Regions from separate parts of the Mus musculus genome. Here regions 1, 2 and 4 are each linked to region 3. A link is a contact called in public promoter capture Hi-C data. All regions are on one chromosome and are shown on one strand. Each heading gives the region's core, a stretch centred on a gene start, on an enhancer-like site or on the middle of the called end of the contact. The rest is flanking DNA. Distances are from core to core; before and after follow the strand shown.

Evidence for each region. Promoter capture Hi-C pulls out the DNA fragments that hold promoters and counts their contacts.
Region 1: a promoter capture Hi-C map of pre-B cells shows a contact between it and region 3, with 2.9 times the contacts expected there. The contact joins the promoter of Ddx20 here to the promoter of Cd53 in region 3. A contact is called at or near these places in 9 of 39 promoter capture datasets (the 3T3-L1 cell line, the C10 cell line, the HPC-7 cell line and 4 more), 3 of 484 Hi-C or Micro-C datasets (B cells, the HPC-7 cell line and pre-B cells), 6 of 115 datasets of contacts at active chromatin or transcription factors (bone marrow-derived dendritic cells, memory CD8 T cells, microglia and 3 more) and 2 of 9 other capture datasets (adipose tissue and liver).
Region 2: a promoter capture Hi-C map of pre-B cells shows a contact between it and region 3, with 4 times the contacts expected there. The contact joins the promoter of Psma5 here to the promoter of Cd53 in region 3.
Region 4: a contact with region 3 is called in a promoter capture Hi-C map of liver, with 2.2 times the contacts expected there. The contact joins the promoter of Inka2 here to the promoter of Cd53 in region 3. A contact is called at or near these places in 4 of 39 promoter capture datasets (the 3T3-L1 cell line, liver, neutrophils and 1 more) and 2 of 115 datasets of contacts at active chromatin or transcription factors (bone marrow-derived dendritic cells and large pre-B cells).

The regions. Positions count from the first base shown.
Region 1 is chr3:105,684,705-105,691,479 of GRCm38.p6, forward strand. It overlaps Ddx20 (DEAD box helicase 20), which reads right to left and starts at 2,867. Exons shown (of 11, transcript NM_017397.3): 1 at 2,420-2,867; 2 at 1,935-2,029. The coding sequence starts at 2,723.
Region 2 is chr3:108,252,046-108,258,369 of GRCm38.p6, forward strand. Psma5 (proteasome subunit alpha 5) reads left to right here and starts at 4,881. Exons shown (of 9, transcript NM_011967.3): 1 at 4,881-5,260. The coding sequence starts at 5,232.
Region 3 is chr3:106,787,224-106,794,049 of GRCm38.p6, forward strand. Cd53 (CD53 antigen) reads right to left here and starts at 2,926. Exons shown (of 8, transcript NM_007651.3): 1 at 2,744-2,926.
Region 4 is chr3:105,702,789-105,709,203 of GRCm38.p6, forward strand. It overlaps Inka2 (inka box actin regulator 2), which reads left to right and starts at 1,811. Exons shown (of 2, transcript NM_175398.4): 1 at 1,811-2,037. The coding sequence starts at 1,981.

The DNA.
Region 1 (6,775 bases), core at 1,617-4,116, 1.1 Mb before region 3:
CCCTGCCTCAAACTCCCTCCCCCGCCCCCCCAAAAAAAACAGGGTTTTTGTTGTCATTTTTTTTATACATACATAATGAATATATACATACATAACATATATATACATGTAATAGCAAGTAATAAATTGTAAGATTTTTTTTTTAATATATATATCAAATAGAGAAAAGAGAAAGCCCTGACAAGGGGAGTGGGTTTTTTTTTTTTTTTTTTTTTTTTTTTAAATATTTATTTATTATTATATGTAAGTACACTGTAGCTGTCTTCAGACACTCCAGAAGAGGGAGTCAGATCTCGTTACGGATGGTTGTGAGCCACCATGTGGTTGCTGGGATTTGAACTCCTGACCTTCGGAAGAGCAGTCGGTTGCTCTTACCCACTGAGCCATCTCACCAGCCCGGGAGTGGTTTTAAATGAGATAATCAGAAAGCCCTTTTACATCGAGAGTGTCGGCACACACAGAAGGTTCTACTACCCTAGAAACAGAAATCGATTGCCTCAGTTGAAGACTAGTCTAGGTTTCAGGCCAGCTAGGACTATTCCAAGTGTGCCTGCCTCAAACAAACGTGTTAGGAGCCCCATAAGGAGGTAACATTTGAGAAGAAACCTAAATGTATAGCACAGAGCTAGCTGTGGGACACACTAATGCTTTAGGAAGAGAAAACACAAATTCAAAAGTAGTAAGATATACATGAAGAACAGCAGAAAGACCCACATACTCTCTGTTGTTGTTTCGAGACAGTTTCTCTGTGTAGCTCTAGCTGTTCGTGAACTCTCTCTGTAGATCCGCCTGTCTCTGCCTCCCAAGTGCTGGGATTAAAGGTTTGTGAGAGGACTATATCTCAAAGCTAACTGCAAAGGTTAGGTACCAAAGGCCCCAAGCACCACACAGTACAAACTGCAATGTAACTACTGGAAATGAACATACTGGTTTTAAAAAAAAAAAGACTAGGAAATAAGACTTTTTAAAAATCCCTTAACTCTGGGCACACATCACAGATTTGGGTACTTTATTCTCATTCTCTCTCTCTCTCTCTCTCTCTCTCTTTCTGATTTTCCCAACTATAAATTATTATGTAGTATTACTTTGATACTACATAATACACAGGCACTAATTATTTTAATAATATACCTTAAAAATATGATTTTTACTCAAGTTTGGGATTTTGTCTGTTGCCAAGTATTACAAAGCCAAAACTCTCAACACATCCTAAATCTCAAATAAATTAGCCAATGTACTTTAAAAAGTATATTCATTATCTCCCACGGTTTCGTGGATATAGAACTCAAAGATTCTAGACAACAAATACAAGAATCCTGGGTTTAAAGGAATCACATTGAAGATCGACCATCTCAAAAGCCCCCTTTTGAAGTCAGCCATCACTACACACTCCAGACGACAGTGTCAGGATCACATCTTATTCACTGTTTAATCCCTAGTGCCTACTATAGTATTTATATGTAACAATGGCTAAACAAAGCTTTTTAAAGAATGATCCCCCAAACCCAAAGCTGAGTAGGACAATCTTAAAACCATATCCCGAGGCAACCTAGAAAATGAGAGATCAATACAACACATACACAAGGCTTTAAGAACCACCTGAAATTTCTGCCATAGCACAGTACTTACTAATCCAGAACTTCTACCTTCTATGTCTAATCCCACTCTAGTCAGAAAGTAAATGAATTTTTAATTGTACGATTCCAACTGACAAATGGTCGAGATGTACTTATAACAGAAAATTCCAACTTTAAAATACTGGACGTAGCCTTGGCCACAACTCACCGACGTGACCATCTAGTTTACTTCCCTAACTTGCATACGCTTTGGTCCGGCCTCTTCAAACTCACCATCTGGAAGAGTTACTAGTTTGTCACGACTCTCAATAGAGTCACGTGCTACACACCCCCTTCCGGATCCTGAGTTAGACTCACCTGAGTACTATAGTTTTCAAGAATCAGAGAGTCCAGAGCAATGGTGGAGAATACACAAGTTTTTCCAGTGCCCGACTTAGCTTGGACAATTAAATCTGAGGAAGAAAAAAATTATATATATTACATATTATTACCTAGATTTACTGATGCCACCAGATACCAAATACGAGAAAGGAGAATGAAGAGGTTCTCTGCCATGAGGACCTAGTTGCCACCTGTATTTTTGGTTGACTCTCAAACGCGCAGGAGGTGTGCTTGATGCCCCAATCTCTTAACCACCGAGCTACCTCCCCAGCCCTTTGCGCCCCGAATCTCTGCCGCTCACCTTCTCCAACTTGGACTCCATGCTGGAAGAAAGTCCTACCCTCAAATTCAACTGCGCGCCTTAGAGCCTGGCTTAGCCCCGCGATGGCGCGGAGCCGGAGCTCTCCGGGGGCCACGCCGTCCCCTCCTTCCCCCCACCGCCGGCCGGCCCCGGTCCTCACCGAGCCCGCAGCGCCCCAACGGGATGGCCTTGAGCTGCACCGGAGAGGGTCTCTCGAAGCCGGCCGCCCGCAGACCCTCCAGCACCGGTCGCGACAGCAGCAGCGACTCGAAGTCCGCGGGCTCCGCCAGCACCACGTCCCCGGTACGTGTGCGCGGCCCGCCGATGTCGTGTGCGGTCCGCTGGGTCCACGGGGATGCCGGAGTCGGCTCCACAGCCTGCACCGGCGCGGCCGCACGCTCCGCAGCCATAGTGGACTCGGAGGTTGTCAAGGCCGCCGGGACTTCAAACGCCGCCGCCGCCATGGTAGCCGCGCCTCCAGATCTCGCGATATTTAGACTTGAGGCGGGGCTCCTGGGAGCGAGAAGGAGAAAAACTTTATTGGCAGCCTCCCGGAGAAGACACGGACACGCCTGGAAGCGGAGGGGAAGAACGGAAGTCGGAGGCTGTCACTCTAGGAGGGAGCAGAAAAAAAAAAAAAATGTAGCCTGAGAAAGAGGCGGGAAGAGCGAGGGAAGATGAGGCTACCGGTGTGTTGCCGCCTGCGGCCTGCAGAGGGCGCCGCGTGCCCTTGGTGGGCGCCGCCCGCTGCCGGCCTCCCGCGGCTCTGAGTGCCTGGCCGCGCGGCGGGGCTCCAGACCCGAGCGCCCAGGACGCGCTTTGTGACGCAGCTCGCGAATCGGTCGCCGTCGCCTGGGCTTGGAGTCGGCTCCTTGGGTCAAGCTCGGCTGTAGCCACGCCGAAGTCTTCGCGATCCGTACCCTGTCGCGTGACGGAAGTCTCCTGATATTTAAGTGGAAACCTGGACTGCACGCCAACTCCTAGGCTCTGCTTGATCGCTCTCTCGGAAACCCTAGGCTAATAGACGTCTCGGGTCCAACGGATCTTTTGTGTGCCCTTCCTCCGTTATGGGGTGGGCAACTAGCACACCACTTTCCCTTCCTCTAGACCCACTCATGTGTCACCCTGTCAAAGAGGCTTTTCTTGAAATCTTGAGTGGTTTCCATCCTGACTGCTTCCTGGCCTTTCCCATTATTCCCACCACTATCCCCGAGTTTGATTATTTGGTTTGATTGGCTTAGTTAGTTGGTCTGTTTATTTTCTAAATCAGAGTCTCCCTATGCCGCTCAGGCTGGCCTCAAATTGGAAATCCTCCTGGCTCAACTTTTCAGATACTGAGATGACATGTGTGTGCCACCATACCTGGTCAGGTTCTTCATGATACAACTACCTAAAATGTTTATTGTCCACCCCCCACCACCACCCCCACACACACTTTCCATGAGGACAGAAAGCTATTCTGATTTGTTCCCTTCTGTCTCTGGTAGGAGAAACATAATCTGGCACGTACTAAATACTGTTTTTTGAAAGAGCTCTTAGAACAAAGCTTTAGTCATGCTTCCAAATGTAAGCATATCTTTATTACTTTTCTCATTGATGATGATGGACTGAGTCTCAGAACCTGTAAAAGAACCCCAATAAATGTCCTTGGCCATGGTGTCTCCTTACAGCAATGGAAACCCTAACTAAGACATGTTTGCTTAGAAATTAACAAAGCACTAAGCAAACGTCCACTATCCAAATGAAGGAAGAGGAACTAAAGATCGCAAGCTTCCTCATAGTTGCCCACATCTTTCACCCACCCAATCCACAGATGACAAATCTGAGGATTCCTTTTTGCTTTGCCTTCACCCTCTTTCTATCAAACTACTGTCAAATACTTGTGTCTCCAAATGTCTCATCCACTCCTTTACCATCTCCATAGTATCTACCCTGGGTCTTCTGGTCATCCTAACTGTTGCAAAACCCTTCTAGATGGGCTTCCCTGTCCAGACCATGAACCTCAGAGGCACAGAAATTACTTCCTTTATCTTTCTTTTTCCTAAGAGTTGAATCCATGATGTTGGCATACTACACAAACACTTCACTGTCTAACCACACTCCCAGTTAAAGAGTGAAACTCATTCCTCACTTCTTCCTCTCTCTCAGTCTCTTTTTCTGTTGCTGTGCCAAAAGCACCTTTAGGGAGAAGGTTTGGGTTGGGTTTGGGTTTGGGTTTGGTTTTGGTTTTCTGGACCATGGTTGAAGATACAGTCCATTATGGTGGAAAAGTGAAGGCAGTAGGAACTTGAAGTGGCAGGTCACGTTACATCCACTTTCAGGAAGCGGAGAACAGTGGATGTTTGCAAGTGTGAAGCTTTCTTCACTTTATACATGCCAGGATCCCCAAGAGAGAATGGCCCTGCCATTATTAAGATGTCTTCCCATATCAATTAACCTAGCAGAGATAATCACCCAGGGCCCATCTCCAGGTAATGCTAGATCCTGTCAATTGGATAGGTAATGTTAACCATTACGTTTCCTTTCTCTTTTCAAGATATTTTCTCACATTTATAGAATCATTAGAAACACACTTTTTGTTAAGGTAATGAGAGGATAAATAAAGTTACAGTAGGGTAGTAAGCAACAGATGACATCTTTAAAAGGATCATTGCTTGTGTCTTCAGGTATTCAATCTGTGCCCCGTGCTTCACAATTATAAACCCAAAAAGAAAAACAGAGAAATGGGCTCCTATAAACGTGAGCCATGAAGTTCTTCTAGCGGGATGCTCTGCAGACAGAGAAGCAACGCAAATGAAACAGAGAAAGTAAGAAAGGAAGGAGACAACAGTGTGGTTGATGTTGGTGGAGGATAATTCTGATGGGGATAAAGGAGATGGACATGATGATGGCTGTGGTGACTGCTAGCATTTATTAAACTCACATTCCACGAGGAGCTCACAACTCCAGGAGATGGGTACTATCATCTCCATTTCACAGTTAAAGAAGATAAGGCACTCACCCATCTGACATACTTATGAGTGACAACAGGATTATGGCAAGACATCCATAACGACACGATAGTGGCACTCACATCACTGTGGTAACTCACAGCTCTCTGATTGGACTGAAGGCCCACTCAATAGGAGCAAAACCACACCTGGTACTAGAAACCTAGCCCAACTTCCTGGGGCTGGTGAGGTCACAGATCTTAAAAGAGAACTTCTTAACACCCCTTTGTTAGACCAGCATAATTCCTAACTACATTTCTAAATCTCATTCTTACACTCATAGACAAGTATAGCTTTTTAGAAGAAGCTTCTCTTAGCAGGATGATGGTGGTGCACACCTTTAATTCCAGCCCTCGGGAGACAGAGGCAGGCAGATCTCTGAGTTCAAGGTCAGCCTGGTCTACAGAGCAAGTTCCAGGACAGCCATGGCTACACAGAGAAACCCTGTCTAAAAAAAAAAAAAAAAAAAAAAAAAAAAAAAAAAAAACAAAAGAAGAGGAGCAAATAGAGTCCATCATGGAAAACCACACTGGGCACAAAGCAGAGATCAGTGGATCAGCCCAGCCCCAGTGGAAACATCTACAGCACAGCGCCTGCATTTATGGCTCAGGGAGCATCACAGAAGCAGCAGAAAGATTATACAAGCCAGAATACCACTGTGAAATCGTATCCCCTAGAAATGACTACATAAACAAGACCAGAACGATGCCAATATCAGTACACAAAAGTCTAACACAGAAGTGGGGATGTCTCACAAAGTACCATCCCTAGAAAAAGGACGACTGGGAGAGGGGAGAGTGAGCCCCTCCGAGAGATGAGCCTGTATTGATTATCCACTACAACGTAGTCAGCCCTGAAACCATACACAACAACAAAAACACACTCAGCAAATTATGTTTGCATATTTGTATACACATACATATGTGTGTGCAACAGTAATAGAAAGGAAGCTATCAATTTGAGAGTGGGAGGTGTGGAGGAATTTGAGGGAAGGGACTTGGGAGGAGTTAAAAGGTAAAAGGGGAAGCAGGGAAATGACATAATTTTATTTTAGTTAAAACTATTTTGTAAAAAAAGAAGGTAGAAAGCTGAAAAGGAAGATACCCAGGACCCCCTAAGGATCTTCCTGAGACTTACAGGAGCCCTAAAATCTGGTGACTTCCAGCAGAAGAAATGGACTGCATAGGCCTGTGCCCAACAATGGCTCAGAGACAACAAGGTACTAGGAGAAGTCCTCAGAAGCCAGGCAAAGTGTCCCAGCCTTCCCGCAGTCACAGGGATCCGTCATCATGGAGGTAGGGAAGGGTGCAGGCTCTTCTGCAAGCGGGCCCAAGGATTACTAGGCCTACGATAGATTTGGGACAAACACTGCTCACAGTGTGAAAATCCTGCTGTGCTCCATGCAAGGAGTGGAAATCAATGGAGAGATCAAAATGTGGGCGACTTTTCTGAAAACTTCTTAGGTTGTTTTGGTCCAACTTCAGATGCTGCCCCTGATGCCCTTGAACTCTACCTCAGAACTTCCC
Region 2 (6,324 bases), core at 3,631-6,130, 1.5 Mb after region 3:
TCCCCACCCCTTCCTCCCAGTACCTTTCTCATTCGCCTCAACATAAAACCATCCCACAGGCTGCCATTTTTGTTTGTTTATTGACAATGTCCTTTACCTTACAGAAGCTTTTTAGTTTCATGAGGTCTCATTTATTAATTGTTGCTCTTCATGTCTGAGCTGTAGATGTTCTGTTCAGGAAGTTGTTTTGTGTGCCAATGCATTCAAAGCTATCTCCCACTTTCTCCTTTATGAGATTCAGTGTTTCTGGTTTTATGTTGAGGTCTTTTATCCACTTGGGCTTGAGTTTTGTACAAGATGATAACAAGGATCTATGCATTTTTCTATGTGAAGACATCCAGTTATACCAGCACCATTTGTTGAAGATGCTTTTTGTCCATCGTATAGTTGGCTTCTTTGTCAAAAAATCAAGTGTCTGTAGGTGTGTGGAATTATTTCTGGGTCTTTGATTTGATCCCATTGGTCAATCTGGCTATTTTTATGCAAATACCATGCAGTTTTTATTACCATTGCTCTGTAGTACAATTTGAAATGAGGGATGGTGATATCTCCAGAAGTTCTTTTATTGTGCAGGACTGCTTTAGCTATCCTGGGATTTTTGTGTCTCCATATGAAATTGAGCATTGTTCTTTCAAGGTCTGTAAAAAATTGTGTTGGAATTCTAATGGGAATTCCATTGACTTTGTAGATTGCTTTTAGTAAGATGGCCATTTTTATTATTGTTGGGGTTCAGGAGTCACCCCACAAACCACACAAACACTGATCTTAGTCAGACAGGCTGTTTTAAAAGCTCTATATCAAAAAACAACCACATCTGAGGCACTGAAGGCTAGGGTTAAATTTGGAGGACTCAGTTCAGTTCATAACAACTCCTCTTACATATACTGTGGAGAATATATGTTCAAGGTAAAGGGAAGAGAACAGAAAATGCAAGATCCTGCAGACCATGATCCAAGTCTGATTTGTATGAAAGAAGCAATGGTGGTTTGTCTTCAGCCAATGACCTCAAAATCATGGAGCCACAAGTTTGTGTGAGTTCTCCTGCTACACTCAGTCATCATCGAGGAGTGTCAATGACTATTTCTGAAGAAATTTGCAATAATCAAAGCTAAATAAAACTCCCAATGTCCTTGCATTAAAGCAGTTATTTTTAAATATTCCTACAAAATGATTGAGGTTAAAAAAAATTCTCATATAGGGAGGCAGCCAAATTTAAAATGTCTTATTATGTAAATAACAAATCGTAGCTAGAGATAAATGTGGACAGATGGATTTGCAGAACATAATATTTAAGAAGAGCAAAGAGATTTCAATTGATTTGAAATCACTTTAAAAAATCCCTCCATGTTTCCTGCATTTTGCCCAGAAATATCTGACACCAAGTGATCCTGTGTTGTTAACAAATAACTGGTTTTTCTCTAATATTTACTGAGCAATCAGCTTCAGAAAAGTATGTACTTTCAGTGGAATGACAAGGCTTCTAGTCTGTACTTGGAACAGTGCCATGCTTTACTGTAACAGTGTAGATCTTAGACTGTATCTTCAAGTGGGAACTTAAAGGTTCTTTGGAAAGTCAATGGATGGTGTTTTGCTGGGGCAAACATGTGAAGGAAACATTTAGCTGAAGCAGACACAGGGAAAAGGATGTTTTGCTAAAGCAAGCATGTGAAAGGACACGTGAGGAAGGATTCTTTGCTAACACCATACATGTATTGGTCTGCCTTACATTGTGTGGTTGAGCTGCATTTGTCAGAACTCCATAGAAAGAAAATACACCAAAAAACTTCTGGTGGTGTGCTGCAGTTTCTTGCCGAGTTTCCTCAGACTTGGGCTGATTGGCAGTGATGTCAGCTGAGACAGATGCAAGTGCTGAGGCAAGACCAAGGAGGACACCTGATGTTTAGAGGGATATAAATAGGACTTGATGGACAGTGAAGGAGGCTGAACTTCTCCTGGTGTCCCTCAGGGTCCTTCCTGCTGCCTTGTGCTGAGGTTTCGCTGTTCCTAATAAGTAGTGCCACCGCTACTGATTTGTGTTTGCTATCCTGACTCTACTGAACTGGACTGCTGGTGTATCCCTCAAGTGTTTTCAAGTGTATTGAGCTGCCGCTGCTAATCTGTGAACTGAACTGCTGATTTCCAGACAACACAGATGGGAATCGCTCCACAGGACCTTTCTAAACAGATCCACTTCCCCCATATCCTTTCTTTCACACTACCTCTGTGGGTGGTGGGCTAAAAGGGAGGTTATAGCGTTTAAGAACCATCATTAAAAAGGCAACTTGGGGAAGAAAGGGTTTATTTGGTTTATACTTCCAGGTAATAATCGATCACTGAGAGAAGTCAGGACAGAAACTTAAGCAAGTAGAAGCAGAATCATATGAAGAATGCAGCTTGCTGGCTCGCTCACTCTCAAGCTCAAGCTTGGCCAGCTCTATTACATAGTGTTCTACAGACATAGCTATGGGCCAGTTTGATTTAGACAATTCTTCAGCGGAGGGTCGTCTTCCCTGGAGACTATAGGCTGTGTCAAGTAGACAAGGAAGTGTGTGTAGAGGTCAGAGGAAAATCTGCAAGAGTTGGTTCTCTCCTTTAACCATGTAGGTCCTGGGGATGGAACTCAGATTGTCAGGACGGTGGTAGGTGCCTTTTACCACCAGACCATCATATTCCTGGTCTCCGTGACTGTAGGTTTTAGCCAATAAGAAAGTAAGGATACAAACCAAACTTCTACATCGTAAAAGTTATTTTGCCAGGCCTTCCTTGGATTCACATATATACCATCACTCCATACAACATTCAGACCTGGAGACCCATGGTTCAGGACCCAGGATCCAGACTTGACCCTCGGCTTTTCTGTTACTCATCAATGAGAACCTTTCCCATTCCATCTACCTTCTTCTGGCTCCTTCATTACTTTCCTGGGAAGGACATCTGGCTCAACTGTCCACGAGGGAGTCATTTATTGAATTATAGGCAAGACATTCTGTGATGTGCTACAGTAGAAAAACGATGTGACTATGTGTGTGAGAGCACATACAGCTTCTGTGACATCCCTGTCCTCCTCGATTACCTCCCACTTTATTTTTTTGATATACAGTCTCTCACTGAACTCAGAGGTTGAAAGAAAATAAGCTTTCCTTTTTTTTTTTTTAACCCACAATCAGCTAGAGTTACATTTGGTGTTGCCTACCTATAACCCCAGAATTTGGGAGGCTGAGACAGGAAAATGGCCTGGAGTTCTAGGACAACCTAAGCTACATGGTTTCAAGGCGGAGTAGGCTAAAAGTAAGTACTTTCACTAAAAGCAAAACAGAGAACTAGCTTTCCCTTTCAGACAAATATGGCTCATTACACGGCCTCTCCCTCCCTCCTATTCCTTCTCCTTCATGAAGGTATAATTGACAAACAGTAGTTGCTTACATTTACATTATAAAAAATGATGTTTAAAAATATTACTTTTGAGACAGGGTCTCTCTACATAGCCCTGGCTAGCCTGGAACTCACTTGGTATACCAGGCTGGTCTTGAACTTAGAGATTCCCTGCCTCCTGAGTGCTGGGATTAAAGGAACTATCACACCCAACCCAGAATGGTATTTTTAAAAAGACTTTTCAATGTGTGTGTGTGTGTGTGTGTGTGTTTGTGTGTGTGTGTTATGTGTGACACATATATAGGGGCCAGCAGAGAGCAGAAAAAGGCAGTGGATCCCCTAGAGCTAGAATAAAGGGTAGTTATGTGCAGCCTGACTAGGACGCTGAGAACCAAATGTGGGCATCTAGAAGGGAATCAGGTGCTAAGCTATCTCTCCAGCCACCAGAATTATGTTTTGATATAGGTATATATCACGATTAAGTTAACTTTCACTAACATTTGCCTTTTTTGGTAGTGATTAAAATCTACCTTCTTAGAAAAATTTCAAGTGTAAGATATTAACTCTAGTCATCCTGGTGTATCATATATCTCCATTAGGTATTAATCTTACCTGAAACTTTGTACTCTGACCACCTCACACCCCACCCCCGCCAAGCCTGGGCAGAGGTTCATGCATGCTATGAAAGTACTCTGTCACCGAGTTACATTCCTAGAGAGTCAGGACTTCTTCTTTTTTTTTTTGTTTTTTTTGTTTGTTTTTAAAGATTTATTTATTTATTTTATGTAAGTACATCGTAGCTGTCTTCAGACACACCAGAAGAGGAAGTCAGATCTCATTCAGGATGGTTGTGAGCCACCATGTGGTTGCTGGGATTTGAACTCAGGACCTTCTGAAGAACAGCCAGTGCTCTTAACCCCTGAGCCATCTCTCCAGCCCGAGTCAGGACTTCTTAACCACCTAACTTTCTTTGATAAATGATTCATTTACAATGTTTCTTAAAAAAAAAAAAAGCTCAAGTTGCTCTTCTACCCTTAGGAAGAGAAAACAAGAAGCACATACACAAATTAAGGTCCTTAAAAGCAGTGACTAATCTGAAGCTCCGATACTGAACTCCAGGTCTGGGTCTGAAACTTGGATAGTTAGGGTGGTGGTGGTGATGTGTACGAATCCAGGAAAGACTTGATAAAATAATCGTACCTATGCAAGAAATTGAAAAACGTTCTTGCTGATTAGAACCTATCAACTTTTAAAACTTTTTTTTTCAACAAGCCCGGCTGGCAGAACTGCCGGGCACGCTGGTAGAGGCGCACACATTTCTCTACCCAAGTCAAAAAGTCCTCAGCAAACCTAGTTCCGGCTGCCACCGAGCCGGGAAGACAGCGAAGAGCTGGGCAGGCGAGCGCGAAGTAAGAGACCGGTGTCCCCCGGCTGCATTTACGCGAGCTGGCGAGACTTACGTCACGATTCCGACAACCCAGTCATCAGGCCAAGTCTTGCAGCCATCCAAAGCGCGGCGTGCTCACTCCTCGACGACGAGGTTCACTCTCACCGGTTGCCTCGAGTCCCAGCGCCCGTAGCAACCAAGGGTGACGGAAAGCGGAAGTGCTCTCTAGTTCCGCCTCCCTGTTAACCCAGGTCCGGTGAAGAAGCTTGTCAAGTCCAATCATCGCGGCGAGAATATCAATCAGCCAATAAAAGGGAAGCACGGGAGGGCGGGCTAAAAAGGTCGCGTGCGCACGCGCAGACGGCTGCAGGGTCCTTGGTGCTGTGGCGGTGTGGTTGATTAGGGTGCTGCTTTCAATCGTGTGGCCTTTGGGAACCCCGCGTAGCCACTGCCGCCTCCTTCTGTCCTCGCCATGTTCCTCACTCGGTCCGAGTACGACAGGTTCGTACGGCGGGAAGCAGCAGGGTCGAAATTTGGGTGGGCGGGCCTGGGGCCCGCGCCGCGGCCTGGGTTCTGCAGTGTCATGGGGCGCCCGGAGAACCTAAGTCTGGCGGGACCCGGGGAATCTGGTTCCCGAGGCGCCCGGCGAGATTCCCCAAGCTACACTGCAGCGGACCCGTTGCACTTGTCCCGCTGAGTCACCGCTAATCCTGACTCCCCGCGGAAGCGAGAGGCTGGGGCTGCTTGGGGCAGGCGGCGGAGAGGGATCGGGACCTTTAACCTGGAGTAGATTAGGGGGACACCAGCCTTGCGTCCGTCTTTTCAACCTAAGTCTGACTGCTTAGGAAAAAGAAAAGTGAAAGGAGTTTCCTTGAATAGAAGCTACCAGAGACTATTGGATGAGTTTGTAGGAATCCGTCCTGTGCTGTACATTTTAATCTTTTTTGAAGAGCGAAGGCAGTTTTCAGCTATGCTCGGATAAATATATTGCCTACAATCTGGTTTTGTGGGAACTTGAATGTACAGTGGTTCTCAGAAGAGTTTTAATACACTGATTCCATTTGACCAAAGTGTGTGTATGTGAGAGGAGGTTTGAAAGCAAGTTAATTTTAGTGTTGTGTTGAAAGCTAAATGTTTTGTAAAGTCAAAGCTGTGTGGTTGTGTTTATTAAAAGAGCAGACAACCTAAAAACTTTCAAGTCTCGAAAATGCTAACTAATACTGTCATAAATGCTGTAGATACTGTAACTTTCAGTTTCTGTTTTGAGCAGTTTTGCAAACCACTGGGTTCCTTTAAAAGTTAGGGAAAGCAGACATTTTCTTAGTTCCAGGTTACCACTGAGAAATTACTTTTCTTGGCAAGTATGTATTGAGCCTGTCAAAATATATATATGTCATTCCAGGTGCCACAATTTTGACAGGCTCAATACATACTTATATATACACATATATACATACATATTAATCTCCATCCTTTTGCTGACTCAGAAAATATCGGTGAAGTTTTAAAACTATTTCCTGTTGTCAAGTAAAATGGTCGTTAACACTTGGCTTCCAGAGTATTGA
Region 3 (6,826 bases), core at 1,676-4,175:
AAAAAGCTCATGAAAAGAAAAATAAGGAAGAGAAAAGGAAAAGAAAAAAAGGTGAAGAAAGATAAACTTGAATGATGGGGGGACTCATTTTCTCACATTTGGAAGCTCAGCTAGATGTCATTAGTAGCTTACATAGGGTAAAGATCTTTATAATAAGGCTATTGTTTAAACTAGGAGCTGTTATCTGAAACTCTCATGCAGTCCATCCAGTAGACATCATATCATTTTACTACCCTAAAATGATAAAGAACTTTGTAGTAAATGGTATTATTCTACTTTCGGAGAATGGACAATCAGTAGAGAAGATTTGCATCTCTACCCCAACATAGAGATGAATGGATTATGTTGTAAGTTCTTACCTATTGCTTTTGGAAATACATATTTTCCTCTTTATCAAAACCTTTCTTCCTAAACCAAGTATCCAACCTTCCTCTTGTCCAAGAGCAGCAACCCTGGAGGCCAGCTTTATACAGGTGTCTAGTTTGACCCAATGCATACACCTAAAGTGGTAGCTAGTCCTGAAACCATCCTGAGGGCAAGTTCCTAGTATAAAGAGCAATGTCCTAAGGGCAGATGCCTAGTCTACAGAGCAACCTACAAACAGTGGATGCTTGTTGGTGTATAAAGTGCTGTGAGCTGATTATCAGCAAAAGCCAAACCACTATAACCAAACCAATATACTAGTCATTGGATAGAAACTGGAAGGAGGGGAACGGCTATAACTTCACAAAAAGCTTTACCTTTCCTTCTGATCATGTGAAATATCCAGGCTAGAAGGAATCTGTGCCCTAACTCAAAGCCACATTCAACCAAAATTATTGTATTTAAGTCTCAGACTCTGCCCTTTGATACACCCAGCACTTGTCTGTTGAGTAAACTTGCCATATACTTTCAGTTGCCTAGTAGGAAAAAGGGCTTGGTGCTTCCTGTGACCATGTGATTAGTCTCTCTTGCTTAATTTCATTTCTACCATGCCTGTGGCAGGAAGTGGGGGAGTAATACTTCTTTGAGTACATATGTAGTGCCTTGTAACTGGAAATGTTAATGGTTCCAGTCTCTATAATACATTCATAGTAGTCTTCTCTCTGAGGGAGTCTTTGGAAAACTCCTGAACTCCTGTATATTGTGTGCACTCTCCCTACTTTATAGAAAAGAGCATATTATTTTGTGTTATGTGTGTCCTAATATCTGCCCTCCATGGTAATCTCTTTGTGATTGACAACCACATCCGTTAACTTTGTGTTTCTAGAACCTGAGCACAGTGCCTGGCTGTTGGGACATTGCAGGGTAGTGGGGAATGAGGAAGCTAAGCACTAGTCTGAGGCTTCTAGGCAGTCAGAGGACATAGAAGATATCAAAACAACAGAGGTTTTCCTTTATATATTTGCCTCTTGCTAACAAAAAACTTGAAATCCTTTGAGTGGTAGTGAGGTAGTTGTGTTGGCCTAGGCTGTGAATCACTTCCTGTGAGCATAAAGATAAGCAAACATCATATCTAAAAGCAAAATAACCTTAACTGGCCCACACAGGAAACCACATTTCAGTTTGGCATCTGCTCTTAATCAACCAGTTTCAAAGCAGTGAAGATTTGGATCGAGATTGAGAAAGCAAAACATTGCTCACACAGCAGATAAAATTCTTCTCTGGCTCAATCTTCTAATAGATATGATTACCAAGAAAAGCTCCTCATGGAAAAAACTATTACTGGGCAAATTCTCCATTCTTCTTCATTTCTCCTCTGTATCAACAGTATACTGTCAGACATCAAAGGGTGCCTAACCCATGGTTTTTAACTTAGTTCACTTAGGTCACTATTTATAAACATAAGGTTTAGTAGCCTCTGAGGGTGGCTCTGACAAGCTGCAACTAACTCCCAATCATCTCCCTTGAATTTTAGGTGAGAAAATGTGGACATGGATACTTTACTTTCTCCCTTTTAGATTATAATCAAATGAGCTCTTCACAGCTCTTGGACCAAGAAAGACCTGATACAGACATTTTGTATTGACCAAAGCTTGACTATCATTTTGCTGAATACTTACACCCTAGAATGGCTTGCAAGTTGGAAACTATTACTGTATCAAGTTATGTGGGTTTCCTCTCTGCTGCACATTTTATGTGAAATTTGTCAATGTTCAAGCTTTGTGTATCACAGACCATTTAAAGTGAAGAAAGAAGCCCTTCAGATCACAATGTTTACCTTCCCCCAAACTAAGCCATAGGAATAAAATACATGAAGTACATTGCAGAACACCTATGTTGCAGGTTTTTTGTATCTATCTTATATCAAAACATGACATTCTCAGCACTAACTTTCCTTTAAAATGTTTTCAAACAAAGACAACATGTCTTCTGGCTACTGTTCTAAATCACTCTGGTTATGATTTTCCTCCCTGCTCTAAAATGAAACTTCAAGTTTTTGAAGAAAAAACAACATAGAAGATCTCCCCAATTTCATCTCATCTCACCTCAAAAACTTCAAGCATTAGAAACCACCATATACAGTAAGCAATTCAAGTGGCATAATAATGTAAGCTTATGAATACTTAGGCCCAAAGAGATATCAGAAAATAAAACACCAATTAAATCAAAGTATTTCTAGCCCAGTTGCCTAAGGGAAGTGCTGATCTAAATATTTGTAAACACATCACATTTTAAAGTTACTAAAGGGATGTGTGGAGACTCTCAAAATGCTATGTGCCTTATTAGCTGATTTAGAGCTGTTAAAAGTCATAAATCTTACCTTTTGAAGGCAGTGTCCCTCAGTACTTCAGGTAGAATTCACTGATTATCTTTTAGGTGGCCAGCACAGCCTGTAACCCAGAAGTCTATGTCTATTTGTGTAAAAGGAGAAGTGAAGAGAGAAAAAATACAATCATGCTGTGACGACAGGAAACCCAAGCGAGAAGAGTGAGGAAGTGAGACTGAGTGTTCTCTCTTAGGCTCAGATAGTCAACTGTTCCTCAGTGAACTTGCAGAGGCTTCCACTCCCAGCCTATTCTAAGCTGGTTTCTGGAAGCTAAAGAAGGTCTGACACACCAATCTGAGTTCTGGTGAACTTTACAGTAATTTGAGTGATATTTCCTGGCCATAGAACAGTGCTTCTCAATTGAAGCAGCAACTACAAAATACCCGTGGGTCTGTTTCTGTGTATGTGTCCCCACCGTTTGACCACAAACTATACTACTAAACCATACTGACCAAGCCAGCATGGTACTGGAATGAAACCATACTTGTAGATCAATATAGCATAGTAGAGGACACAGAGATAAACTTGTGTAGGATTGAATATCTACTTTTGGACAAAGGTGTATCAAAACATGAACTAGAAAAACAAAAATGCAGCTGGAGAGATCGCTCAGCAGTTAAGAGCACTGACTGCTCTTCCAGAAGTCCTGAGTTTAATTCCCAGCAGCCACATGGTGGCTCACAACCATCTATAAATGGGATCTAATGCCCTCTTCTGGTGTGCCTGAAGACAGCTACAGTATATACATATACATATACATATACATATACATTATACATATACACACACATACACATACACATACACATACACATACACATACACATATACATATACATATACATATACATAATAAGTAAACAAATCTTGTTTAAAAAAAAACTATCTTGGGTATTCTAGGTTTCTGGGCTAATATCCACTTATCAGTGAGTGCATATCAAAGGATTTCTTTTGTGATTGGGTTATCTCACTCAGGGTGATACTCCAGATCCATCCATTTGCCCAAGAATTTCATAAATTCATTGTTTTTAAAAGCTGAGTAGTGCTCCATTGTGTAAATGTACCATATTTTCTGTATCCATTCCTCTGTTTAGGGACATCTGGGTTCTTTTCAGCTTCTGGCTATTATAAATAGGTCTGCTATGAACATAGTGGACCATGTGTCCTTTTTACCAGTTAGAACATCTTCTGGGTATATGCCCAGGAGAGGTATTGCTAGATCTACTGGTAGTACTATGTCCAGTTTTCTGAAGAACCGCCAAACTGATTTCCAGAGTGGTTGTACCAGTTTGCAATCCCACCAGCAATGGAGGAGTGTTCATCTTTCTCCACATCCTCCCCAGCATCTGCTGTCACATGAATTTTTGATCCTAGCCATTCTGACTGGTGTGAGATGGAATCTCAGGGTTCTTTTGATTTGCATTTCTCTGATGATTAAGAATGTTGAATATTTTTTCAAGTGCTTCTCAGCCCTTCCATATTCCTCAGTCAAAAATTCTTTGTTTAGTTCTGTAACCCATTTTTAATGGGGTTATTTGAATTTCTAGAGTTCAGCTTAGTGAGCTCTTTGTATATAATGGATATTAGTCCCATATCAGATTTAGGATTGGTAAAAATTCTTTCCCAATCTGTTGGTGGCCTTTTTGTCTTATTGACAATATCTTTTGCCCTATAGAAGCTTTGCAATTTTATGAGGTCCCATTTGTCGATTCTTGATCTTACAGCACAAGCCATTGCTGTTCTGTTTAGGAATTTTTCCCCCGTGCCCATATCTTCGAGGGTTTTCTGCACTTTCTCCTCTATAAATTTCACAACTTCCAAAACACAAGAAAATCAAGAAGGAAGACCAACGCATGGATAATTCATTCCTCCCTAGAATAAGGAATAAAATATCCATGGAAAGAGTTGCAGAGACAAAGTTTGGAGCTAAGACGAAAGGATGGATCATCCAGAGACTGCCCCACTTGGGGCCCATCCCAGAATCAGCCACCAAACGCAGACACTTCTGCAAAATTTTGCTGAAAGGACCCTGATATAGCTGTCTCCTGTGAGGCTTTGCCAGTGCCTGGCAAATACAGAAATGGATGCTCACAGTCATCTATAGGATGGAACACAGGGCCCCCAACGTAGGAGCTAGAAAAAGTACCCAAAAGCTGAAGGAGTCTGGAACCCTATAGGTGGAACAACAATATGAACTAACCAGTACCCCCAGGGCTCCTGTCTCTAGCTGCATATGTAGCAGAAGATGGCCTAGTTGGCCATCATTGGGAAGAGAGGCCCCTTGATCTAGCAAACTTTATATGCCCCAGTACAGGGAAATGCCAGGGCCAAGAAGTGGGAGTGAGTGGGTAGGGGAGCAGGGCGGGGTGAGGGTATAGGGGACTTTTGGGATAGCTTTTGAAATGTAAATGAAGAAAATATCTAATAAAATTTAACATAAATAAATAAAGAAAAGAAAAACTAAAATGTATTGAATTAAAACTGGCAAAATTAGATAGCTACTAACAGAAGAATTAAATTAAATCTGTATTTTCTTTTACCCTTTACAAAAATAAATTCAAAGTGCACCAAAGACCTTAATTTAAAACCTAGAGCCGGGAGGTGGTGGTGCACGCCTTTAATCTCAGCCTCAGGGAGGCAGCGACAGGTGGATTTCTGAGTTCAAGGCCAGCCTGGTCTACTAAGTGAGTTCCAAAACAGCCAGGGTTATACAGAGAAACCCTGTCTCAAAAAACAAAAAACAAACAAACAAAAAAATTTAAAACCTAGAATGCTAAAACTACTATGGAAAACACTTCAACAGATTGGTATAACCAACCCCTTTTTGGAATAGAATCCCAATAGAACAGGAAATACACCCATGATTTTAAAAAATGGGATTAAAGAAAATTAATCTACACAGCCTCTCAGAAAGTAGACAGAATACAGAAGAGAATACCTTTGCCAGCTGTATCTCAAAGGGGTTTGATATTTAGAAATATAAAGAGTTGCACAAACTAAGCACCAAAAGCAAAACAAAACAAAACAAAACAAAAACCCAAAAAACAAGAAAACCTTCAAAACTGCTTATTGATGAATAGGTCAATGAACTTAACAGACAGTTCTCCAAAGAAGAAAAACAGGTGGACAACAAATATTTTTTTAAATATTGAGCATCCTCAGCCAGCAGAAAGACACAAATTAAAACTACTTTTAATCCTGGTCCTCTGACTTTTACAATTTTTCAATCCCCTTGTTCATGCTTTTTTAAAATTGTTTTATTTCTTTATATTCCAAATGTTGCCACACTTCCTGGTTCCCTCTCTAAGAGTTCTTCACCTCATACCTGCTCCCCTTGCCTCTAAAAGGGTGCTCCTCTATCCACCCACCCAGTGCCCCCTCACCTCTCCACTCCCATTTCATTCCCCACATCCCTCTTCCTTGGGGCATCAAGTCTATACATGATTTGGCACATCCTCCACTGAGTCCTCTGCTACATAAGTTCAGGGGGCCATGGACCAGCCCATGTATGCACTTTGGTCAGTGGATTAGTCTCTGAGAGCTCCCAGGGGTCCTAGTTAGTCGATACTTTTGGTCTTCCTATGGAGTTGCCATCCCCTTCAACTCCATCAATCTTTCCCATAACTATTCCATAGGGGAGTCCCTGACCTCAGTCCAATGGTTGTCTGTAAGTATCTATATCTGTCTCAGTCAGCTGCTAGTACAGTCTCTCAGATGACAGTCATGCTGTGATGACAGGAAACCCAAGCAAGAAGAGTCAGGCTCTTGTCTGCAAGCACAACATGGCATCAGTAATAGTACCACATAAAAGAAATAGTAAGAATCCCAAGTTGGGCAGCTCACTAGATGACCTTTCCTTCAATCTCTGCTCCATTTTTGTCCTTGCATTTCCTTCAGAAAGAAATAATCCCAGGTCAAATTTTTTTAAGGTAGTTTGGTGACTCCATCCCTCCACTGGAAGCCCTGTCTATCTACTAGAGGTGGTCTCTTCGCTGTTGGGCATTTTGGCTAAGGTCATCCCCATTGAGGCCTAGGAGCCTCTCACATCCTAAGTCTCTGGGATTTTTCTAGAGGTTC
Region 4 (6,415 bases), core at 561-3,060, 1.1 Mb before region 3:
AGTGCTTAAGAGCATTTGCTGTTCTTCCAGAAAACCAAAGTTCCATTTCTAGCACTCACAAGGAAGGAAGGAGAGTCAAAATTGCTTGTAAACAGCTGCTCCAGGGGGAGGGTGTGGGATTTGTACCTTCATTTGGCCTCCCAGGGTACCTGCACACATGTGGCACACACATACATAAAAATAAATCTTTAAAAAGGCAGAGAGGTTTGTAAGGAGTATGATATGTTAGACTCACAAGGGTTTAAATGATATGCAGGGGAAACTGAGGCCCAGGAAAGCATTTGAGTTGTTGCCCCAACCACAGTGCTACATTTTTGTCAAGAGCTCAGACTGCTTGCCTCTCCTGGCAGTTCAACCACAGCCAGTACCCTAAATTCCAAAGATGTTCATGCCCAGGTTTCAGGGATGGAGAAAACCACAGATCTGCAAATGTTTACCGAGAGCTCCTTACAACCGGCTGCTGTTCTGCAGGGTGAAGATATAACTGTGTAAAAGGGGTGGGGCTTCAGGGTGGGGAACCCACCTCTGTTTCCTAGGAGGGTCATGGTGGAGGATGCTGCTCTGACCCACTACTTTCTTGAACTGATTCAACAGCACCAACACCGTCCAGCCTAACTTTCTGACTGGCACATCACTCTGAAGAGGAGTGAGAAGATAGGCCAGGAGCATAGTCACAGTCACCAAGTTCTTCACCTACCCCCTAAATGTTTTTGAAGAAGTGATCTTGGCTGGCATCAAATGAATGTCCACAGTGTCTGCTTTCTCCCTTCGCGGCTTCTCTTGCATCCTTTTGGTTCTGTCTCACACAGACCACCAAAATCTTGCCAGGGGCAAACTTTCCCCTATTAATTTTCTTGAAACAAAGCAAAGCAAATTGTTACTAATTACTCTGGCAGGCCGAATGGTGAGGTGTTTGCTCACCGAGGGTAACTTAAGTCAGGCAAGTGGCCAGGAGGCCGGCTTTAGAAGTATCGAGTTGGACTGGCCTGCAGAAGCACCCCTTTCGCTGTGCCCCAACTCCACCCCTTACACCCCTAGGAGTTACTGCATGGGTACCAGGGAAATGCCTGTCAACTATCCTCAGAGCGTCCTCAAGTCCTCTTCTCCCCTATTCAAGAAGGCCAGCATTAGGGAGTTCTAGGAAGGGAAAGGCCTGTTTCTCCACTCCCTGCCAACTCTATTGAAACAGCTCCCAACACCCCATCTTTAAATCTTCCATTAAAATTCGCTCTCTGAAGTGACTATCCTCATATTTACTTGTTTGTCTCATAGTTCCTTCTCCTCCACGATAAAAGTTATGCAAGGCTGAGACCTTGTCTCTCTTACTCAGTATCACCAGGTCTACCTTGAACACAATAGACTGCCACACCAGCTGAGACCTAGCGGAAGCCGCTTCCTTCCGCTAGCGCTAGAGAGGAGTGGGCCCGGAGGAGATGAAATGGAGCCGTGAACTTCCAGGACCCTCTTTAGAAAGAAAAGGCTTCTGAGGGATTTAAGGGGAAGGCAAAGGAGAGCGTTTTCTTCTCTGAAAGGAGTTAAGATTCAACACTGTGACCCTCCTGCCTAGTCCTAGTCCTCAATCCTAAAACTGCGTTCTTCCTTTATAATAGACAATGAATGCACTTGACTGGGGGCTTTGCCAGTTCCATGCCCCACAGAACCCAGAACCTAATCAAGACCTCTGCGAGTCTCCCAGTAGTTGCTGCTGTCTGCAAGGCCGGTGACAGACTTTCTCGGGTCGCCAGGCCCGAGCACCCCCCCTCCCCGACCGCTCTTCCCATTGGCCGAAGATACCCCTTCTGAGTTCTCATTGGCTGCTGCACTTTTCCTCCGCCCCTATCCCGGGCATTGAGCGGCAGCAGCGGGGAACGCCGCTCTAAGTCCCCACGCTGGAGCTGAGGCTCGGCTCAGCGCGGATAAGGGCGCGGAGCGCACTGAGAACCCTACTTTCTCGTGAGCCCGAGCCCAGCAAATGGGCGAATGACAAAGGAGAGCAAGGACATGGACTGCTATCTGCGTCGCCTCAAACAGGAGCTGGTAAGATCGGAGCAGGAGCCTGGGGACAGGGAGGACTGCTCCACCCAGACCTAGGTACCTGACTTGCCCCCCCCCCCCCCCCCCGCGCTCCGTGCACCGGGCGGAAGCGGAGAGGAGAGGGGAGGAGAGGAGAGGAGAGGAGAGAGGATGCCAACTGGTAGGTAGAGGCTAGGGACGTTGCTCAGAGGTAACAAACTTTGGCAAAGATTTCTGATGAGATATGGACAAGTAACAGGGAGTCAGAGCACCCAGATAAGTTGAATGTGACAGAACAACTGAAGAGAAAGGAGGACACACCCAGAGGGGACAGGCACACGGACGGAGTAAGGCTCAAGTGTCCAGAGTCGCAGGAATGACAGGCACAGGCATCGGGCGCCAGTGGTCGGGTGCCGGGCTCCTGAAGCGCGCAGACAGGTCCCTGCCCTGTGCAGGAGGTCAGGCTGGACTGCTCGCTCGCTCGTGGGGAGCTGGCACCGCCCGGGGCCCCCAGCTCTGCTGGGCTTGGCAGAGCTGGCGCGGCTGCGGGGGCAGGCTTGGCCGGCTGTCTGCCCGGGCTTGTCTGCCAGCAGGGAGGGGGGTGGCAGCTGTAATGACGGGGGAGGAGGGGTGCCGCCTGGCAGATCGCGGAGCGGGAGTTGTGGAGGCTCGGCCAGATGTCAGGTCTGGGCTTGGGGAGTGCGCTGGGAGTGTGCGGGGCCTCGGGGTGCTGAGGGTGAGTATGCTACCCTGGAGTGGGGGGATGAATCACTGAAGAGGGATAAGTGACTGTTAAGGCTGTGTTAGGGAAGCCAGGTGAATTCTGATTTCTTTCTCTTGCCTCTCTCTCCTCTTGTCTCTCTTCTCTCTCCTCTTTCCCCTCTCCCTCCTCCTTCCCCTCCTTCCCTCCCTTTCTCCCTCCCTTCTGGTTTTCCTTTACCACCAGGATTCAGACAGATAGGTAGGTAATGTGCGTCTTTTCTCAGCTCCGCCCGTCCCTTCTCCATCTAGACTGCCTTAGCTTCTACCTCCCACTCCACCTCTCAATGTCTCCTTCATTTTTATCTCCCATGGCAGTAGGCCCTCCTGGCTCACTTAGCTCCTTCTTTCTTCTATTCAGTCAGGTCACCCAGGCAGATCTGGATTCAGAGAGTGCCCAGCTCAGGCTTCTTAAGATCCCGAGAGATAACCTTTCCAGTCCTAGCTGCAGAGATTCCACTCTGCCTGCCTGGCAATGTGTAACAGGCAGGCTTTGGTGGTAGTAGGGTGGAGAGAGGAAGCAGAAGTAGAATAGCAGGTGCTTTCATTGATGCTCCTGACCAAGACGACCTGGCCCTAGTCTTGTCCGGTCTGGTCCAAGAGACTGCCTTTTCACGTTATAGTTCACTTCCTTAGTCCTTCCCTCTGAGCCCTTTCTGTGATGACATGCAGATATGAAAGTTACTAGCGCTCCAAAACACGTCTTTGCTGCTCTTCCGAACTGTACCAGGTCCTGTACCTTATCAGTTTACATATGCATGCCATGCTAGTTTGGGATGGTGGTCTTGGACCATAAATAAAGTCCCCTGCTCACGGTCCCACTTCACGTGGCCAGTACCAGAAAGACCAAGATCATGGCTGAGGATCAAAGCCCATGCTGAGAAAAGAACAGATTCTAATAGTATCTATCCTCTTTGTGCCTGGCACCTGGGATCATGCCACCACACCAGGAGAAGCATCTATAGAGGGTCTGTGGGTGTTCCTGGCATGGGGATGGATTTTCTAAATCTTAACTGATTTGCATTTTATGGCACTCTATGTGGGAGGTGGTGGGGGAGAAGACAGTCTGCTGATGTCAAGAGAATTTTTTAAGAAAGAAAAGAAATCTGCACTGAGCTGAGCTCCCAGATTTTGATCTGCAAACCCCCACCAAGGCCTTGAGTCCCTGTGCCTGGGAGAAGGAGAGACTAAAGTCACCCACTCCCCTTCGGTTTTCATTTGGCCTTTTGTCTGAGCATCTCCAGCCTTTGACTATCTTGGAGAGGAAGCCAACTGCCTGGCCCAGGGCCCAGAATGACACTCTGATGGCAAAGTTCTTCACTCCCCACCCCGTGGTCCCCTGCTCCCTCCCCACCATCAGCTTACTGAAGAAGAGTCCCAGCAGAGCAATGGGCAGAGCTATCAGTGTTTCACCCCCTGCTGCCTCACCTCAGTATCCCAATAGCAAAGCTGACCTCTGAGCCTCACTATCCCTAATTGGAGCAAAGAGGAAAGCAAAGTGCTGTTAGCCTGGGCCCGCACCTGAGCTGCCTTCCTCCATAGACTGTAGGGATTGAATTTGTGGATCTTGGCTATGGCGTGGATAGGGACCCTTGGGCTTCTCTATACTCTCAGGCTGTAGTGGCCTAAGTATTACAAACATTACATACAGGCTTTTGTGTGCGGTTGGTTCACTCCAGACGGGATCTTCTGTGCCATCCAAAAGGACTGTCTTCTTTCTGGTTCTTGCCCAGGAATGCCTCATGCAATTCTGATTAAGGTCTGCATTTGCTTATTGTATTAAATTCCTGTCAAGAATGCCCTGTAGACCCTACGGGATGAACCTGTTGCAAAAGGCAACTTTAACAGGTTGTGAAATTGTCTTTGTCCAGGGCATCCCATGTTCCCTCTTTTACCCATTTCTTTCCTTGACACCGAAATTCAACCAAGAAGAGTTGTTCCTAAAAAACAAAACAAAACAAAACAAAACAAAACAAAACAAAACCAAACCAACATAGCCAAATGGCCAAATTTCCTGAAGCAAGAAGCATGAATTATAATAATCAATGCAGGAGAGAGGTTGAGAGTTCAGAGACCCTGGCTCAATTAACTCCCGGAGCTAGAGCACTGTTCCTCTCTCCTTGCCTGGAAGAGGAGGAGGGTCGAGTTTCAGGAATGAAGTGCAGCTGAAAGAGTGGCTGCAGCTGACACTCTTCTTAAGTGGGGGTAGGGGCAGGGGCTGCGATGGATGTCCAGCCCAGCGCTTCCCTTTCCCTCCGGCTGCCAGAGAGGGGCCTGAACACAGGCCTTGGGACCAGCTGTTCCTTAAGCACGGCATCCATTCAGGCTTCCAACAAATGTATAGACACAAATGTATAGGCACACAGGAGAAGCAGACGTAGGATGCTAGCAGACACTTCTTGTGAGCTTAGATCAATCCTGAATAAGCCAAATGCATAGAGTTTGAATGATCAGAGCTCTTGAAGTTCGGCTATGCTGGGGTGACTTCCCGGAGGAGGGAAATGTCGTAGGAGGTCATTATGAAATGTCCATCCTAGTTGAGCCCTGGGGAAGTAACCAATGGACTTCTTTCTCACAGGCTGGGAAAAACTCTTACAGGGAACATATATTCCCAGAAGGCAATTCTTCAGTCACTAGTGGCTACAAGTTTAGGGTGTCCTAGCATATGACTAAGGAATGGGGCCCAAAGGCAAAATAAGGAGAAAAGAAGGGTGTGGAGAAGTTATAATTGGAGCTTTCAAGTCTTGAGCAAAGCACCCCCCCCTTTTTTTTTAAACAAAGAAAAGCTTCTGCAAAAACATCTCATTCTCTGTGTGAAAACCCACCCCTCTCCCTCACCAGGGGGAAGAAAGAGAGTTTCTGGGTCAGTGAGTCTGGGGTCAGTAGGGACATAGGATTTGGGACCAGGTCAGCTTGAACCCAAACCTTGGCCCTGTCTGTATATTAGTGGTTTTTCTTATCTTTAGAATGCATTGTTAAAGATAACTGCTTCAAATAGCTACAGGGAAGAGTAAATGATAATATAAGTAGAATCTGGTCTTGAACTTGAAAGTCTCTTGCTCTTAGCCTCCCAAGGTCAGGACTAAGATGTGTGTTACGAGACCTAGCCTTGGATAAACTTGATGTCATGCTTCTCAGACTGGTCTGCATAAGAGACAGACAGGTTTAAGGAGTTCATACTGGCTTAAGGCACTGACCAGACACAGTGACTGTGTGTAAATACAAATGAAAACATACCCAAATTTGATCTTCAGGGAGGGGATAGTTAGTAGAAAAGAAAGCATATGTAGATGTTGATGTTAAATGTCAAGGCTGTGTCATGACTCAGTATAGAGTGTTTGCCTAGCATGTGTGAGATCCTGGCCAAGCTTCAGTTCTGAGACACATCAGCACACTACACCATCTAACTGTTAAAGCAACCTAAGAAGTTGCGTTTTTGCTATTGTCTTCCTTTTCTTTTATTATTGTCTGTCTGTCTGTCTGTCTCTGTCTGTCTGTCTGTCTCTCTCTCTCTCGCTCTGTGTGTGTGTGTGTGTGTGTGTGTGTGTGTGTGTGTGTGTGTGTGTGTGTGTGAGTTTTTGCTCTTTTGAGACACTGCCTAGGTTTACCTAGACTGGCAGAGATTACAGGTGTGAACCACTAC